Linked DNA regions of Mus musculus: regions 2, 3 and 4 are each linked to region 1. The links are chromatin contacts, called in public HiChIP or PLAC-seq maps. All regions are on one chromosome and are shown on one strand. The core of a region is the stretch at or near the end of the contact, and the rest is flanking DNA. Distances in the headings are between cores, read along the strand shown.

Region 1 (3,927 bases), core at 991-3,490:
GCTTGGTCAAGTGTTGCCTGTTTCCAAGAAGTGTTCTTTTTCTAAATGACCAAGTCAAGAGTTGGAGCCAAGAGTCCAGAAAGGAAATGAGGCAGAAAAGTGAATCATATGCCTCATGCAGACAGGGAAAACCCCAGAGCTGCCATGCTCAGAACTTCATGGGCTGCCGCAGAATGCCCCTGCTCCATAAACTAAGTGGGGGAATTGGGGATTTGCTCCCTATCTTTGACTTGATGTAGACGGTAAGGTCATAGCCCCTGCACCTACATGACCTCCTGTTGACTGTAAAACTGCTCAGCTGTCTTGGGTAGAAGACAACACTCTTCCTCCTAGCCTCTCACTCTACAGGCTAAGAATGAACCTGTGCCTACAGAAGGCCTAATACTATAAAGACTCTATCCCTGATGGGCAAGGTTTGGTGGCACACACTTGTAATTCTGATGCCCTGGAGGCAAGGGCAGAAGGACTGGCACAAATCCAAGGTCAACCTAATCTACATAAGTATTCCAGGTCAGCTAGGGAGGCATGGTAAAACTCTGTTTCCAGTTAATTAATTAATTATTAGAATTCAGGGGCAGGGAGATGAATCCAGGATGATGGATCAGTGGTTAATATGTCTGTGTGTACACATACATCACAAATAAATATATAAATGTAATTACATTTTAAAAAAATGTATACATGTCTCACTATGTAGTCCTGGGTACGTTGGACCTTACTTTGTAGACCAGGCTGGCCTCAAACTCACAGAGATCTACCTCTGCCTCCTCGGTGCTGATATTATAGGTGTGCACCACCACAGTGGTTTTGTGTATGTGTGTGTGATTGTGTGCACATGTTTATATTAATGTGTGCTACATGTGTGCACCCACAGAGAGCACAAGAGGATGTTGGATCCCCTGGAGTTAGAGATACAGGTAGTTGTGAGTCACTCAACATGAGTGTTAGAAATTGAACTTGGGTTCTCTTCCTCTGGAATAGCAACTAAATACTCTTAACTACTAAGTTATCATCCCAGTAAATTTTAATTTTTTTTAATTTGAGAAGACTAGGAGATTAAGTTAGCCACATCAATCTGGTTATATGGATACACAGTGGCATTTCAGGTTATTCATTAGTACTCATATTTTATCTATTTTGTTTTGTTTTTAAGATTTATTTATTTATTTTATGCATATGAGCACACTGTTGCTGTCTTCAGACACACCAGAAGAGGGCATCTTATCCCATTACAGATGGTTGTGAACCACCATGTAGTTGCTGGGAATTGAACTCAAGACCTCTGGAAGACCTTAACCTCTGGAAGTCTGTGCTCTTAACCACTGAGCCACCTCTCCAGCCCCTTGTTTTGTTTTGTTTTGTTTTGTTTTTTTTTTTTTGAGACAGTTTCTCTGTACAGCCCTGGCTGTCCTAGAACTCACTTTGTAGACCAGGCTGGCCTTGAACTCAAAGATCCGCCTTCCTCTGCCTCCAAGCATACTGAGACTGTGGGTGTGCACGAGCACTGGCCAGCTAGTACTTGTGTTTTTTAAAAATGTTACTTATTTAATGTGTATTTGTGTGCACCATATATGTGCAGTGCCAGAGGAGGTCTAAAGACAATATTGGATCCCCTGGGACTGGAATAACAGGCAGTTGTGCACCACTAAGTGACTGCTGGGAACCAAACCTTGATCTTAATCCCTCAGCCATCTCTCCAGCTGCTAGTTCAAAAGAGATGGCTACATGGAGCTATGAACTAAATTCCTTGCCACTAAAGGAGGAAGAGAAAGGAAGGGGGAGGGGAAGGGAGGGGCGGCTAGGAGCAAGAGATCTGAGAGCAAGGTATCTGTTTTTAATTCTGCGCTCCTCCCTTGTGAACGGCAGGGTTTATTAATCCAAAGAGGCTGGAGGACCCCCCTGCAAATGCCCATCATGGTTGCTAGAAGGGTTGCTATGATACTCAGCCTTTGCATAGGCAATCACAGTACCAGCAGCTGCAAAAGAAAAGGCAGCCAGAGTGCCCCAGAAACACTCTGTCTTTGAATATAAAATCAAACATTGCAACTGGGCCAGCTTGTCTGCTGGTGAGGGTGGAAGAAAAGCCTAGGGCCGGGATGTTTGCCTCTGAGCCGGGATGACTCTTCCTAGAGTTGTCAGGCCTGGCTGGTTTCCACTACCCAGCAGGATTGTGCTGTGACAATGCCAAAACAAGCAGACTGGGAATTCCCTCCAGCTGAAGCCTCTGCTCAGGCACTGCGCTCCACACTGGTGTTTTCACTTTCTCTTTCTCCCCAGCATCACACGGGGTAATACAGCATTGTGCAAGCTGTAGCAGAAACAAGCTTCCCGGGGGGGGGGGGGGGGGGGGGGGGGGGGATTTTGGGTGTCTTGTATTATCTTCACAAAGCTCCTCTTTCTGGAAGTCCAGTTGAGGTACCGCCTGCCTCTGAACTGATGTTGAAAGGATCTGAGCCATGGGTTCAGGCCTGGTGTGGGTGATCAGTTAGAAGTGAGTGACCTCATTAGACTCCACAGGCTCATGTTTCCATGGTAAGGCCCAAACCAAACCACAGGCTGTCAATCAGGCCTCTGGGCAAGAGAGGCCACAAGAGAATCTGTGAGGCTGCCCACCCAGTGATGGAGCCCCTGCCCTCAATTCTGGCAAACTCCAGCTGCTCAGGTGACCCCAGTTAGAAGAGCAGGTGAGTGAGCCCCTGCCAGCTGAGCTGCCCCACTCCCTAGATTTGGGTCCCTAAGACTATTCTACTCTCCCCCTGATCCCATCCCACCTTACTGGCTTGCCCATGGCCACACCAGTCAGAAGAACAGACTCCAGCTGCTCAGGTGCAAGCCACACCCATCAGAAAAACAAAAACCACCCCCCTCTGCTGCACCAAAGGCCAAGCAAGTTACCAAAAGTCCAGCCCCAAACCTGGTCAGAGATTCCCTAGTGGTTCAGAGTTCAAATAAACTGCTAAGAATGCATGCCACGGAAACCAAAGAGGAATCAGAAATCAAGGAGCAAAGCACTCATCCAACAAGGACAAACTCAGAAATCAGCATCTAGACCTACAATCATCCCAAATCCAGATGCCTAACTGCCAGAGTAGGAACACAGCAGCCAGAGCAGTGCGACACCATCAGAGCCCAGCTATCCTATGACAGCCAGACCTGAATATTTCAATGCAGCTGGAGCGCGAGAAGATGACCTTAAAACCAACTTTACGAAGATAATAGAGGCCTTTAAAAAAGAAATGGGAAAAATAAAATCCCTTAAAGAAATCAAAGAAAAGACAAGCAAAAAAAAAAAAAAAAAAAAAAAATTGAAGAACCTGTGGTCTAATGTCCCAGTGACCTGCTGGGTGCCTGCTTGCTCCTCTGAAAGTGCTTCTGAAAGAGTGTGCGCCCCTCCTGCTCTGCCTGATTCTCAAACCCATGAAAGGTTTATATGTCATCATTTCTATTCTTGCCTTGAGTTCTAAGAAGCCCAGATCAAATCCCCCCTCCTCTCCGTTGCCCTCTCTTTCTGACAAGATCTTGCTATGCGGCTTGGCTGGCTTTAAACCACCAGTCACGAGGACCAGGAGCTGGTTTGTCAGTTAAAATGTTTGCTTCCCAAGCAAGTAGATCCAGAAATCTAAATGCATGCCCAGTGGGTGTGGTGACCCACCCATAATTCTGGCCTTGGTAGGCCAGAGACAGGATTCTCAAAACAAGCTGGCTGCTAGTGAGACTAGCCAGAGAAAGTTCTGGGTTTGATTGAAAGACCCTGCCTCAAAGAAACAAGATAGAAGCCATCTTTCCCTCAGTTTCATGGGCAAGCCATGGTTTAATGAAAACTTGGCATACCCTCTCCTCTAAAAGCTCTTTTGACTACTTACTGCCTTTCTCTCCATGTCTTCTTCCTTCCTTTGACCAAGCCAGCTCAGTCAGTCAACAGGTTCT
Region 2 (3,927 bases), core at 866-3,365, 410 kb after region 1:
TCAGCTCCTTCTCTAGTACCATGTCTGCTTGCACACCTCCATGCTTCCCACCAAAATGATAATGGACTAAAATCCTAAACCTGTAAGCAAGCCCCAACCAAATGTTCGTTTTAATATAAGAGTTGCTATGGTCATGGTGTCTCTTCACAGCAACAGAAATCCTAACTATAGCAGAGACCTTGTATTAACAGGGGTGGTGGTGGCATCTGTCATTGTTTCCTGTCTGGTGCTGGGACCTATGTCCTATGCCCAGGTGCAATTTGGGAAGGGAAGGGCTTACTTGCTTACAGGTCCACATCAGGGGAAACCGATGCAGGGATGGAACAGAGACCATGGCAGGATGCTGCTTACTGGCTTGCTCTGCCTGCAGTCCGGTACCACCCAGGACCACCTGCCCAAGGTGGCACTGCCTCCAGTGGTCTGAGCCTTTCAGATCAATCATTAGTCAAGAAAATGCCCGGCAGACTTGCCCACAGCCAATCTGACCGACACATTTTCTTAGTTATGGTTCCTTTTCCCAAGTGACTCTAACTTGTGTCAAGTTAAAAACAAACAAACCAAAACTAACTGGGACTACTTACCACTTGACAACTTGATATAGTACCACATCACTATTAAACCATAGCTTTTCTCGTTTATCTTCAAGATCTTATTAATATCAACATGACAATACAAAACACATTCCAACTTTTAAAACCCCTCTGCTTAAAAAAAAAATCAAAACTTAAAAGTCCAATCTCTTTGAAAACATCCAACGTCTCCTAGAGCCCTCACCTGAGGGCTCCTGTAAAATAAGATACAAGTTACATTCCTTCTCTAAGAGGGAAGAACTCCTCACAGCCAAATTCAAAGCAAAACCAAAAACTCACCGGGCGGTGGTGGCGCACGCCTTTAATCCCAGCACTTGGGAGGCAGAGGCAGGTGGATTTTTGAGTTCGAGGCTAGCCTGATCTAGAAACCCTGTCTCAATAAAACCAAAAAACCCAAAAAACAAACAAACAAACAAACAAAAAACCCAACAGTGTAAGTATCACAGTGTTCAACATCTTGGGCTCAGGATTTTCTGGGCTCCAAATGGTTTGAGCAGCTTCACTTTTCTGGCTGTCTCCCTTCCCCACCTCTAACACTAGACAGACAGACAGACAAGCAAACACACAAATCTATCTCTGAAATGATGTAAAGAGGAGAGGCACAGTGGTAGAGTTTTGATGCTCTCTGGGCATCACTTCCCTGGGCTCTGCCTCTCTGGTCCATGTACCACCCTGGGAGCTCCTTAGACCTTGCTGCTGAGGGACCTTGTGGAGGCTTTAGATGGCTTTAGATGGCGCGACTGATGAAATTGTGACCACTGGGACGGAACTCATTCTGCAGCCCCTCCTAAAAAGTAGATGGGCCTCCAAAGTCCTAATCCTCGGACTGTGGTTGGACTGTCTGGTGCCCAACGCCTATGAGAAATTCTCTGGGCCACCTCTCCCTGTCCAACCTCTGGCTAGGATCATTGCAATAGTAAAAGCTCACTCAGGGGGACTCCAGTAGTTTTAGGCACTCAGACCTGCCTGTCCTAGGATAGAGACTAAAGGTTTCTTTTTTTTTTTTTTTTTGGTTTTTCGAGACAGGGTTTCTCTGTATAGCCCTGGCTGTCCTGGAACTCACTTTGTAGACCAGGCTGGCCTCGAACTCAGAAATCTGCCTGCCTCTGCCTCCTGAGTGCTGGGATTAAAGGCGTGCGCCACCACGCCCGGCTTAAAGGTTTCTATAGTGTGAAAGCTGAGAGAAGTCAGGGTAAATCCTCAAACCAGTGTCTTGCCCCAACTCAGTCTCAGGCTAAGGGTCCTCTCGTACCTGCCTGGTCCCAGGGCCGCCGTGTGGGATGGAAGTGGGGGTGGGGTCTTGTGTTAATCAGATACCCACCATGTGACAGAACACCCAAGAACATCAATATGGAGGAAGATTTGTGTTGGCCCGTGGTTTCTGAGCTTTTTGGTCCATGGCCACTGGCCCGTTGCCCTGTTGAGTCCTGCTGTGAAGCAGACCACTCACAGTGGGCAAGAGGCACAGAGTAGGCAAGGGAAGGCTCTGCTGTTCCTCTTTCCACCTCCACCCCACCCCACCCCCACATTACTTCCTTTATCCACTTAGTTCCCACTTCCTGAAGTCTCCACCACTTCCCAAGCTCACTGAGGATAGAACATCCAAGGCATGGGCCTTTGCAGGGCTCATTCAAGATGAAACACAAACGGTTTCTCTTTCTTCTTTCTCCAGGAGATTGTGACTGCTTTAAGCTGTGGCAAGAACATTGTGCCCATCATTGATGGCTTTGAGTGGCCTGAGCCTCAGGCGCTGCCTGAGGATATGCAGGCTGTACTCACCTTCAACGGCATCAAGTAAGCCCCCTGCTCTTAAAAAAGAAAAAGGGAAAGCTAAGGAGGAAGTGGTGTGTGTGTGTGTGTGTGTGTGTGTGTGACCCAGACCACCAGCGGCACCTGGGTGAAGCAAATGGCCCTGGCCCACAAGACCTCTACCCACCCTCTGACCCATTTTGTACTCTGTGTGCACAGATGGTCCCATGAGTACCAGGAGGCCACCATCGAGAAGATCATCCGCTTCCTACAGGGCCGCCCCTCTCAGGACTCCTCTGCCGGATCGGATACCAGTTTGGAGGGAGCTACGCCAATGGGTCTGCCTTAACCTGTCCCCAGTTCCCGTGCCCTACTGTGACTCCTGATTTAGTTCCCTGCCCTTAAAGGAATAGCTCCTCTAGATGCCACCCTGACTGAGGCAAACCAGACTGTTCTCAGGCAATGGCTTTCCCGGCTGCCACTCTGTGGCCCACTTCTAATCCAGAGATGCCAGGCACAGGTTAGATGAGAGGACACTCCTGTGTCAGGCCCTGCCATCAGGACCCAGCTCCCATGCAGAACCATGTCCCTGCTTAGTTCTGGACATCCAAGACAGGGGAAGAACATTTCCCCATCTCCTGACCTGAGAGCAGCCAGCTTGAGTAAGGTGAGGTTGCCAGCCTCCCATAAGGGTCAATACAACGCCTGGATCCCCAAACCTGTGCTCAGGAGGAAGCTGGGGCTGAGAATCCCCCAAGGCTATCTACTCACATTGTGCCTGGACCCGGGCTCACCTGGCTTCCTCCTGCCTCATGGCCTTGCTCTGTAACTACCTGGTACCCCTTCTAGACTTCCTTTAGGCAGCCTCCTTTGGCATATTGGGAGTCAGGGTGTGGCTGAACTGGACCTCTGCCTGGCCTTGTTGCTCCTCCTGGTGCAAGAAGGGGTGCTTTGCTTATGCAAGGAGACCATAAGAGCTCACTCTAGCCCAAACCTTTGTGCGTGCCTAAGGCTCTTACCTAGCCTGCTCCATCTGACTTCCCCAGCTCCTCACCCACACAGAGCTTGTCACCCACCTGCTCAGGGAAGCCCCAACACCACCAGTAGCCCGAGCAGAACCTGCACCATGGGAAAAAGGCAAGCCATCCACAGGCAAGGGCTAATTCCTGGGGCAGTTTCTCCCACCGAAGTGTGTCAAATCCATTGGGAATCTCATCAAAATTCAGAGCAGGCCACCTGGGAAGCACCTGGGCCTCTGCATTTTTCAGATTCCCAGGAGAGCTGATGAAAGAGAGCCCTCACTAATCCAGCCATTCCAAACACCCCCACCCTGGTCCCTGATCATCACAACAGCCTTTTCCTCTCTCCAGTTTTACAGAGCTGAGTGGCTGAGTGATGGGATCAGGTCCCCAAGTTATTGGTGGCAGCCTCAGGATCTTGCCTTAGTCCTGGTACCCAGATCTGTTCTCCTGAGACTCATCCAAGAGGCTGTGGCCCATGCTTGGTAGCTGCCTCTCCCTGGCCACAAAGAACTGAGCAGTGCAGGGTGGGTCTTGACTAAAAGGTGGAGCTAAGGGCATATAGAATG
Region 3 (3,927 bases), core at 914-3,413, 400 kb before region 1:
ACTCTCATTCCTGTGGCCTGCTGACAATCTTGACAGTGTATCCTTCTATAACCTGTACCTTCCCCTTACTCAAAACAAAATTAGCTTGCTTCTTTTGCAAAATCTGTGTGAGCCCTCATTTCTAATTCTTTGGACAAAAAGCCAAGGGCCTGAAAGCAATCAGCCTATAGCCCAATCATTGGTAACCAACCTAGCACTTGGGGCAGACCAGGGAAAGTTTGAGGCCAGCCTGGGCTACAGGTAAAGTAGCCCTGGTTTGAATGGCAGCATTTATCTTGTGCCTTCCAGTGTTTCGCGGTTGTTGGTTTTTTTGGGTTTGTTGGCTAGTGTTTTACATTCCGGAAGGTAGCAGCACCTTCTAAGTCCAGTCCCATGCATCTGTATCTTTGTGCTTAGAGAATCTTTGCAGAACAAATAGAGTCCTCCATGGTATCTCAGGAATCCTGAATTCCTGAGATTGCAGAGGTGTGTTCTATTGCTTGCAAAGCAAGCTCAGGAGAAAAAGGCTTTGCTGCAATCACACTGCGAATTGTTCTATGTCACTCAGTATTGTGTGACACAGTGGCTTCCAGGCTCTGCCTCTCCCTGGCTGACTTTTTTTCTAAGCTTACTGTAACTCTTCTTTTTAAAGACTTGTTTATTTTTATTTAACATGCATGAACCTTTTGCCTGATTGTGTGTCTGTGCACCATGTTCATGCCCTCAGAAGCTGGAAAGCATCGGATGCCCTGGAACTGGAGTTACATGCTGTTGTGAACTGCCAAATGGGTGTCAGGAAATGAACCCAGGTCCTCTGGAAGAACAAGCAATGTTTTTGTTTTGTTTGTTTTGTTTCCCAAGCTGAGGCTGTCCTGGAACTCATTCTGTAGACCAGGCTGCCAGGCTGGCTTTAAACTCACAGAGATCTGCCTCCCTCTGCTTCCCAAATCCTAGGATTACAAGTATGTGCCATCAGCACCAAGCTGTTTGGCTTTTAATGTATGTGTGTGTGTGGTGTGGTGTGTGGTGTGTCTGTGATGTGCACAGAGGGTAGCACATGAGTCCCAATCCACAGGTCAGCAGCTTCATTCTAGAAACTTCCAGCCAACATGAGTGAAGCGCATGCCAGCCGTAGACAGAATGAAGATATCATTTCCAGAGCCCAGGCCCTCTTGCACATACATGCGTTCTTCTTTTTAGTGCAGAGTTCCGGTCCCTGGACTTTTAAAGCCAGAGCCCATCTGAGCCTATGTTTGGGAATCAAGACTGATGGTGTAATAAAATTAATAGCCCATCAAACTTCTTGGCTGAATTACAGTCCCATTATTACAGGAAAGACAAACAACACACTCCATTAAACTGAAGGGTGAACGAGACTATGGAGAGAAGCACAGAAATGATGGGAAAATTGTGGCCTCTTCAGACCTGGAGTCTCCTAGACCGTGTGGTGTGACAAATGAGCTCTGGGAGGGTAAGTGACCTGCCTAAGGCGCTGGGTGCCTTTTGAAAAGGTGAGGCCTTAAGAACACAGCAAGCTAGCTCCCTCTCTGGACTTAACTGGAGTCTCCTGTCACCCCCCTGGGGCCCAGAGGAGGACCCTGCAGTATAGTGATCACCTGAACACCTGAGCCTTCCTCAAGTGTGCTGCTTGCTGTGACTTCTGGGTGTCAACATTTACACCCAGTGAGAACTGCTCACACCAGTGCTCAATGACAGCAGACCTGTCTGTCCCAGTTCCTGGTTTCAAACCAAGGGCCCAAACTGTGAATTCAGCAGGCAATGTCCTCCAGGACCACCAGGAAGCCTGAAAGTGAGACTCAACCTCAGGAACAAAGGCCTCTTGGGATATCATCTGCAAAGAAACCCATGTGTGCGGGCATGCGTGCATGGGTGTGGGTGGTGGTGGGGTGGGTGGGTAGACCTTTAAATAGTTTTTGTTGTTTTTTTTTTTTTTAAAAGAAAGCTAGGTGGTTAAAGCCAAGAATACCAGTACCTTTGACCTATTGTCACTAGGAACAAAAAGCATAGATCCTAGAACCAAACACGTGGAGGAGACACCTGGCCAGGGTAGGGGGACAGGTGGGTCTAGTTTTTGTGGACTAGGAAGGCAATGTAGGAGGCCGCTCTCCACCATCTCCGCCTCTGCCTGGTGACAGTTGATAAACATTAAGTCACATGCTTAGGGAAATTGCAACACAGGAAGTGAAATTGGGAAATCGAGTCTAAATATGTCTAGGGAGGAAGAGGGAGGCATTTCTTGAGGGCTGGGTTAAGGGGGTGGGATGGGCGTATATATTCACTGGTGATAGTGCCTAAGGCCATGAGTCCCAGGCTCTAGATACTTGCTAACCTGGTCTCCGGAATTCAGAGAAAAGGGAGTCATACATCTGGATGAGTTGGAGTGCCAGGAGACCCATTCATTAATGTGGCATCCGCTTGGCCCCTCCCCCCTTTTCTCTGACCTCTGCAGGAAGCAGGGGGATGACTGAAGTCTGCCTATGCCTCTACCTCCACTTCCCAACAGTTACAATTGGCTCCAGCACTCTGTAAAGGAGCTGGCTCTTCCAGGAGGCCCCAGGCTCTCTCTGGTATGGATTTTTGTTTGTTTTGCTGGGCTGGAGATGGAATCCAGAGCCTTGAGTATGATGGTCAGACACTCTACCATTGAGCCACGCACACACCCACCCCCACCCCAATGCTGGGTTCGTGTTAGGATGCTGGCAGATCACCAGCATCCTCCTAGTCGTTGTCAGGAATGTCCGGGATATTGCCACTTTACTCCATAGGACAGTTAAGAATTCAGACGGCAGCCGGGCATGATGGCACTCGCCTTTAATCCCAGCACTTGGGAGGCAGAGGCAGGCGGATTTCTGAGTTCAAGGCCAGCCTGGTCTACAGAATGAGTTCCAGGACAGCCAGGGCTATACAGAGAAACCCTGTCTCGAAAAACAACAAAACAAAACAAAACAAAAAACAAAAAAAAAAAAAAAAAAGAATTCCGACGGCAGAAGCGAGGTGATTTTTGGGTAAAGTGAGAGTAGAGAGAGTCCTCTTTCCAACCCTTAGGGCAGTGGAAGACTAGATGTGCAGAATGTAAAGACAGGCAGGTGGAGTCTGCTGGGGGTGGGTTCAGTGTTCTAGTAGGCTTGCTCTTACTCCCCAGTTGTAGCGTCCCTCGCTGCCTCCGGAAGTGCTTTCCTATTTGCTGCCTCGTACTGGCCCACCAGGAAAGAGAAGTCCTCGGTGTTCTGCCCCCAGAAGACTGGTGGGGGCCCTCCCTGCTGGCTTCCCACAACCCCTGTTGCTGTGGACCAGCTGCCAGCCCAGCCCACTGTTTGGCATCCCTGATGTTTACCTAGCTGGAGAAATGTCAGGCCCAAGGCCTGCTGCTTTAACAAAGAAACACTAGTTTTCTGGCTGGGTGGATCCTAATCTCACTAGGAAGATAAAGGAACTAAAATAAACTGGAGAGATCTCTGCCTGAAACCGGAAGCGGGCTGCCAGACAGGCCGTTTACTGATAAGACCGTAGGATTGACCCATTTCAAGTAGACAACAATCCAGGGCTGAGGGTTTGGGTGAGATGTACAGTACAAGTATAACAAGTAAGAGGCCGTGGTTTCAACTCCCAACACCACCAACAAAGAGGATGTTTTGGTGTTGTTCACTGTATCCAGGGTAGTGTAGCCATCATTGCGAACAATTTTAGGACACTCTCATTTCCCACTAGAGAAATATTTTGTTCTACATTGGTGTGATGGCATTCACCTGTAATCTCAAGACTGGGGAAGTGGAGGCAGGAGGGGGTCAAGGGCTACAGGATGAAACCTTGTCTCAACAAAGAAAGGGTGAGAGCAGTCATTCCCCCAACCTTACTTCATCTTTTCAGCTCTTGACAAGCACAATTCTTTTTCTCTATGGTTTTCATATTCTGCACTGTTCCTGTGAA
Region 4 (3,927 bases), core at 984-3,483, 340 kb after region 1:
CTGGCTCTGCTCCAGGGGCAGGAAACCATGTCATACTGTCCCTTCCTAGGCCATTCAGGACTCAGCAGAGCCAGCCTGATCTACAGAGTTCCAGGACAGCCAGGATTACACAGAGAAATCCTGTCTTGAAAAACTAATGGGGAAAATAAAATAAAGGAAGGAAAGAAGGAAGGGAGGGAGGGAGGGAAAGGAGGAGGGATTTGGAGTATGTCTAAAAAGTTTTGGACACTGAACACTTGTCCTTTGTCCCTGAGCTCCTGAGCAAGCCACCTGCAAGCAGACCTATGTTTTCAAATGGCATCTACTCAGACTTTGCCCCTGCTGTGCTGCTGTGTCTCTCTCCACCCTGCTCACTGCTCTCCTCACCCTCAGCAGTCACCTCAGAAACTGGCACCTGGCTTTGTCTAGGGCTTAGCTTACCACAGCTGTTTGATTTCCCACATTCCTTGAAACCAGGTCACCTGCCTCCCAGCTCTCCAAGGCCACATCTGAAGGTAATGCCTGGCTCTGCCCTCACCCACCTTCCTCTGTTGTTTCCTTAGTGCACTGGGTTCTCTGGGCATTGACCACATCTCTAGAGATCCTCCCACTAGAGCATTGCAGCCAGGCCTGGAAGGCAGAATATCCTGACACCAGAAATCTTACAGTACACCCCCAAACTCCTGGCCCACTGACATGCTCAGCAGGGCCTAAGTCATTTACCTCTCTACTTTCTAGTTATCAGTGCCTGTTGCCTCATCTGTCCCTGTCGTCCTTGGGTCCCACAGTCTATTATGTCAACCACTTGTCCACCTTCTTCGGCTCACCTTTATCTTCCTGACCACCCTCTCCCTGATGCATCCAAAATGCTTTCCTGAGCAGACCCAACACTGAGAGCCATCTACCTCAGCAACGCCAACCCCTCTGTCTTAGTACTATGGTAGCTACCACTGGGCACACAGACTACCCTACCTAACCCTAATTTTTGCTTTCCCTTAGCTATACTTTCCTTCACTTCTCTGGGCAGAAACTTCAAACCCATTTAGACATCCCAGTCTCCTTTGCTGAAATGGGCACACTGGAGCAAGCATGGTGCCTATGACTTTAATTCCAGCACTTGGAAGGCAGAGGCAGGGTGAATCTCTGTGAGGTTCAGGCTAGCCTTGTCTACACAGCCAGTCACAGGGTTACATAGTGAGAGGCTGTCTCAAAAAGTGAATACAAAAGAAAGAGAAGGACACGTGGGGTCCATTTCTCTACCTCTTCCCGACCAGTTGTCTACACTCTGTCTCCATTTCCCTACCTCCCAATACACTGCTCTCCAGCCATAGGACTTCTCATTGGTACTGGTGGACAGCACTCAGTGTCAACCGTGACACAGCTACTCCATTCTTCCCTGTGACCATCATTCGCTTGGTCATCTCCTCCCATGACCCTTATGATTCTGTAGGATCTCTTAATGCCCTTCGCTCTCTAACCTTCAAATGCTCTCACAAATCTAAACCAAGTTCATCCAACTGCCCGCCTGCCTGCTCAAGGTCTCTTTGGTTGGTTGGTTTGGTCTGAGACAGGCTCTATGTATCCCTAGCTTGCCTGTAGACCAGGCTGGCCTAGACCTTACAGATTTCTGTCCACACCCGGCCCTTTGGGGCTCTGGTTCAAATGGTGCAAGAGATGGAAGTCGGGCCTTCTTGAGTGCTAAGTAAATGCTCTATACTTAGCAGTACCCAAGCCCTAACCCTGCTCAGTGTATACAAAGCACAAACTTAATTTCCTTTCCCTTGAACCCAAGTCCTGTGTTCCCTATTCTCATCGAATGGCAGCCCCCATCTTGTCCCAGGCCTATCAGGGTCCATCATATAAAATCATTATTTGTGGGCTGAGCAGTGATTTTGGAGCCAGCAGGAAAGTCCGGCTCGCAGCGCTCCTAAACTGCCACTGCGGGTTCTGGTTTTACTGGCCCGGGGTCCCAATACGGAACAGAACCCAGCGAATAAAACACTCGTGGCACAGGGAAGACCAGCGCACGCAGCCCGAGGCTGCACACGCGCACCCGCCGACGTGGACCGCTCAGAGCCACGCCCCCTCACGCGGTACTCCCAGCAGCCAATGGAAACAACAGGTAGGCCATCATTCAAACTATAGCCCCGCTATATGGGCGGGCCACGAGGGCCTCCACCCACTCACGAGCCGCTTCTGTTTTTCCCCTTCGACCAATAGGTACGGCCTGTGTGAGCCGGGGGCGGGACGGCACAGCTCGGGCGCGGGGCTTCTAACCACGTAGCAGGCTTCTATCACCGGCTTGCCAGTCGTAGCCCAACGGACAGGAGGGAACATGGGGGCCCTGGCAGCTAGGCGCTGTGTCGAGTGGCTCTTGGGCCTCTACTTCGTCTCGCACATCCCCATCACGCTGTTCATCGACCTGCAGGCGGTGCTGCCGCCCGAACTATACCCGCAGGAGGTGAGGCTCAGGGGTCCCCACGTGGCCGTCCTGATTTCTGTTGGCTCCGTGCCTGACTTCGGCCCCAGCCGGCTGTCCCCAGCCGTTGACCACCGCTTTGTTTTTTTCAGAGCGGAACTGAGGGTGCAACCCAATGGTAGGGCGCATGCCTAGGAGGTCCTGGGTTTGAGCCCCATGTACTCGCCAATCCTTTGCAAAACCTTTGCCTGGGTGTGTTTCGCTCCCATGGTTTTAACTACGGCAGTTGGCTGAGGGAAGTTGCCTGGGTGAACCAGTGTCTGTCACGTGTTGAATCTATTGCGTTTGGATGGACTTTAAAAGTCCAGTGTAAGCCGAGAAAGAAAAAAAAGTCCTGCGTAGTAGAATAAAATGACTGAAGGGTTAGCCCTTGGTTAGTGCTCGTGGCATTCATACACTCCTTCTGGGTCTGGATCTAGCTTGAGGAGCAGTTGAGGAAATGTCGCTTTTCCAAGTCAGTTTTGAATTGTTTGAAGATGAGCTACCGTTCCCTGCGCTTTGGAGAGCATTCTTTGACCCGATTTTAAGGTCAAGATTAAGCATGCCTCTCCAATCTACTGACGGACTTATCCACCTAAATGTTTGAAATGGCTGAAATGCTCTTTAAATGTTTCTTCTTTGCAGGGCAGTTCTTAATCTTAAATCCGTAAATTCTCAATGGTGGCTGCAAAATGACATGTGCCTTGTGTTCTCTGAGAGGACATGACACAGGAATTGTCACCTACTCAACAAAGTTAAGGAGTGACACCATCAGCAGTGTCACCCCCCACTCCCTTAAGTCTTTTTGGTTTGTTTGTGGAACCACGGGATTGCAAAGACCTTTGATCTACAGGGGAAACCCGTAGGTAGCATGTGGCAAGAGCACCGGTCTGTGGTGCTGCTTTCCCAAGGACTGGCTGCCTGTGGACATGTTGAGGGCCCTATGGATCCTACTTTTTTTTCCCCTTAAAATAATAGTTCATTTGAATCCATTGCAAGAGGACCTCAGGCCAGGCTGTAACTGACATGTAGCTACAGCTTTAGATTGTAAACTCAAAAGATTGTGGGATTGAGGCTGTGGCTCCGTAGTAAAAACATTGGCCAGCATGCACGAGGCCCTGGATTCAAATCCCAGCACCAAAACCAGTGTGTTATCAAGTTAAGTTGATTTGTTTCACTCCTCTAAGACATTGTCACAAACGCAGTGGCTTACTTTACCCCCAACGTTATGCTTAAGCTGCTCGGAGGTTAGAAATTTAGAATGTTCGGTCTCAGGCTCAAAGGTAGACTACACTCCTTGCCTCTTCCAGGTGGCTGGGTTTGCAGAGCTGCGGATCACACTCAGGCCGCACAGTCTACCCACTGACCTTTCTTTGGCTGTGGCCCTTTCACTGCAATCTCTGCAGGTCATCCGTCATATTGCCACTTCATCTGTATTCACATCTCTCTCTGCCTTTTATAAGGTCACTTGTAATTCACGAGGGCCCACC

The links. HiChIP or PLAC-seq counts read pairs in DNA pulled down with a chosen protein or histone mark.
Region 2: a contact with region 1 is called in an H3K4me3 HiChIP or PLAC-seq map of bone marrow-derived macrophages, with 5 times the contacts expected there. The contact joins two enhancer-like sites. A contact is called at or near these places in 3 of 115 datasets of contacts at active chromatin or transcription factors (bone marrow-derived macrophages, embryonic stem cells and large pre-B cells) and 1 of 9 other capture datasets (pancreatic islet).
Region 3: a contact with region 1 is called in an H3K27ac HiChIP or PLAC-seq map of large pre-B cells, with 4 times the contacts expected there. The contact joins two enhancer-like sites. A contact is called at or near these places in 1 of 39 promoter capture datasets (embryonic stem cells), 1 of 15 datasets of contacts at CTCF or cohesin (large pre-B cells), 3 of 115 datasets of contacts at active chromatin or transcription factors (acute myeloid leukemia, embryonic stem cells and large pre-B cells) and 1 of 9 other capture datasets (embryonic stem cells).
Region 4: a contact with region 1 is called in an H3K4me3 HiChIP or PLAC-seq map of embryonic basal ganglia, with 4 times the contacts expected there. The contact joins the promoter of Tmem97 here to the enhancer-like site in region 1. A contact is called at or near these places in 7 of 39 promoter capture datasets (the 3T3-L1 cell line, the C10 cell line, the HPC-7 cell line and 4 more), 1 of 484 Hi-C or Micro-C datasets (bone marrow-derived macrophages), 5 of 115 datasets of contacts at active chromatin or transcription factors (SST interneurons, bone marrow-derived macrophages, embryonic basal ganglia and 2 more) and 1 of 9 other capture datasets (embryonic stem cells).

The regions. Positions count from the first base shown.
Region 1 is chr11:78,885,499-78,889,425 of GRCm38.p6, reverse strand. No RefSeq gene overlaps it. Among named protein-coding and RNA genes, the nearest start is that of Nos2, 33 kb to the left of the region's middle. Within about 2 kb of position 2,240, at least 225 of the 459 cell types and tissues checked have an H3K27ac peak or open chromatin away from gene starts, as enhancers often do. A contact at or near this core is called in SST interneurons, bone marrow-derived macrophages, embryonic basal ganglia and 2 more, where this site is marked.
Region 2 is chr11:78,473,664-78,477,590 of GRCm38.p6, reverse strand. Sarm1 (sterile alpha and HEAT/Armadillo motif containing 1) reads left to right here. Exons shown (of 9, transcript NM_172795.3): 8 at 2,263-2,384; 9 at 2,559-3,927. The coding sequence ends at 2,688. Among named protein-coding and RNA genes, the nearest start is that of Slc46a1, 9.9 kb to the right of the region's middle. Within about 2 kb of position 2,115, at least 10 of the 459 cell types and tissues checked have an H3K27ac peak or open chromatin away from gene starts, as enhancers often do. A contact at or near this core is called in bone marrow-derived macrophages, where this site is marked.
Region 3 is chr11:79,285,952-79,289,878 of GRCm38.p6, reverse strand. No RefSeq gene overlaps it. Among named protein-coding and RNA genes, the nearest start is that of Gm30561, 18 kb to the left of the region's middle. Within about 2 kb of position 2,163, at least 116 of the 459 cell types and tissues checked have an H3K27ac peak or open chromatin away from gene starts, as enhancers often do.
Region 4 is chr11:78,549,041-78,552,967 of GRCm38.p6, reverse strand. It overlaps Tmem97 (transmembrane protein 97), which reads left to right and starts at 2,233. Exons shown (of 3, transcript NM_133706.2): 1 at 2,233-2,440. The coding sequence starts at 2,315.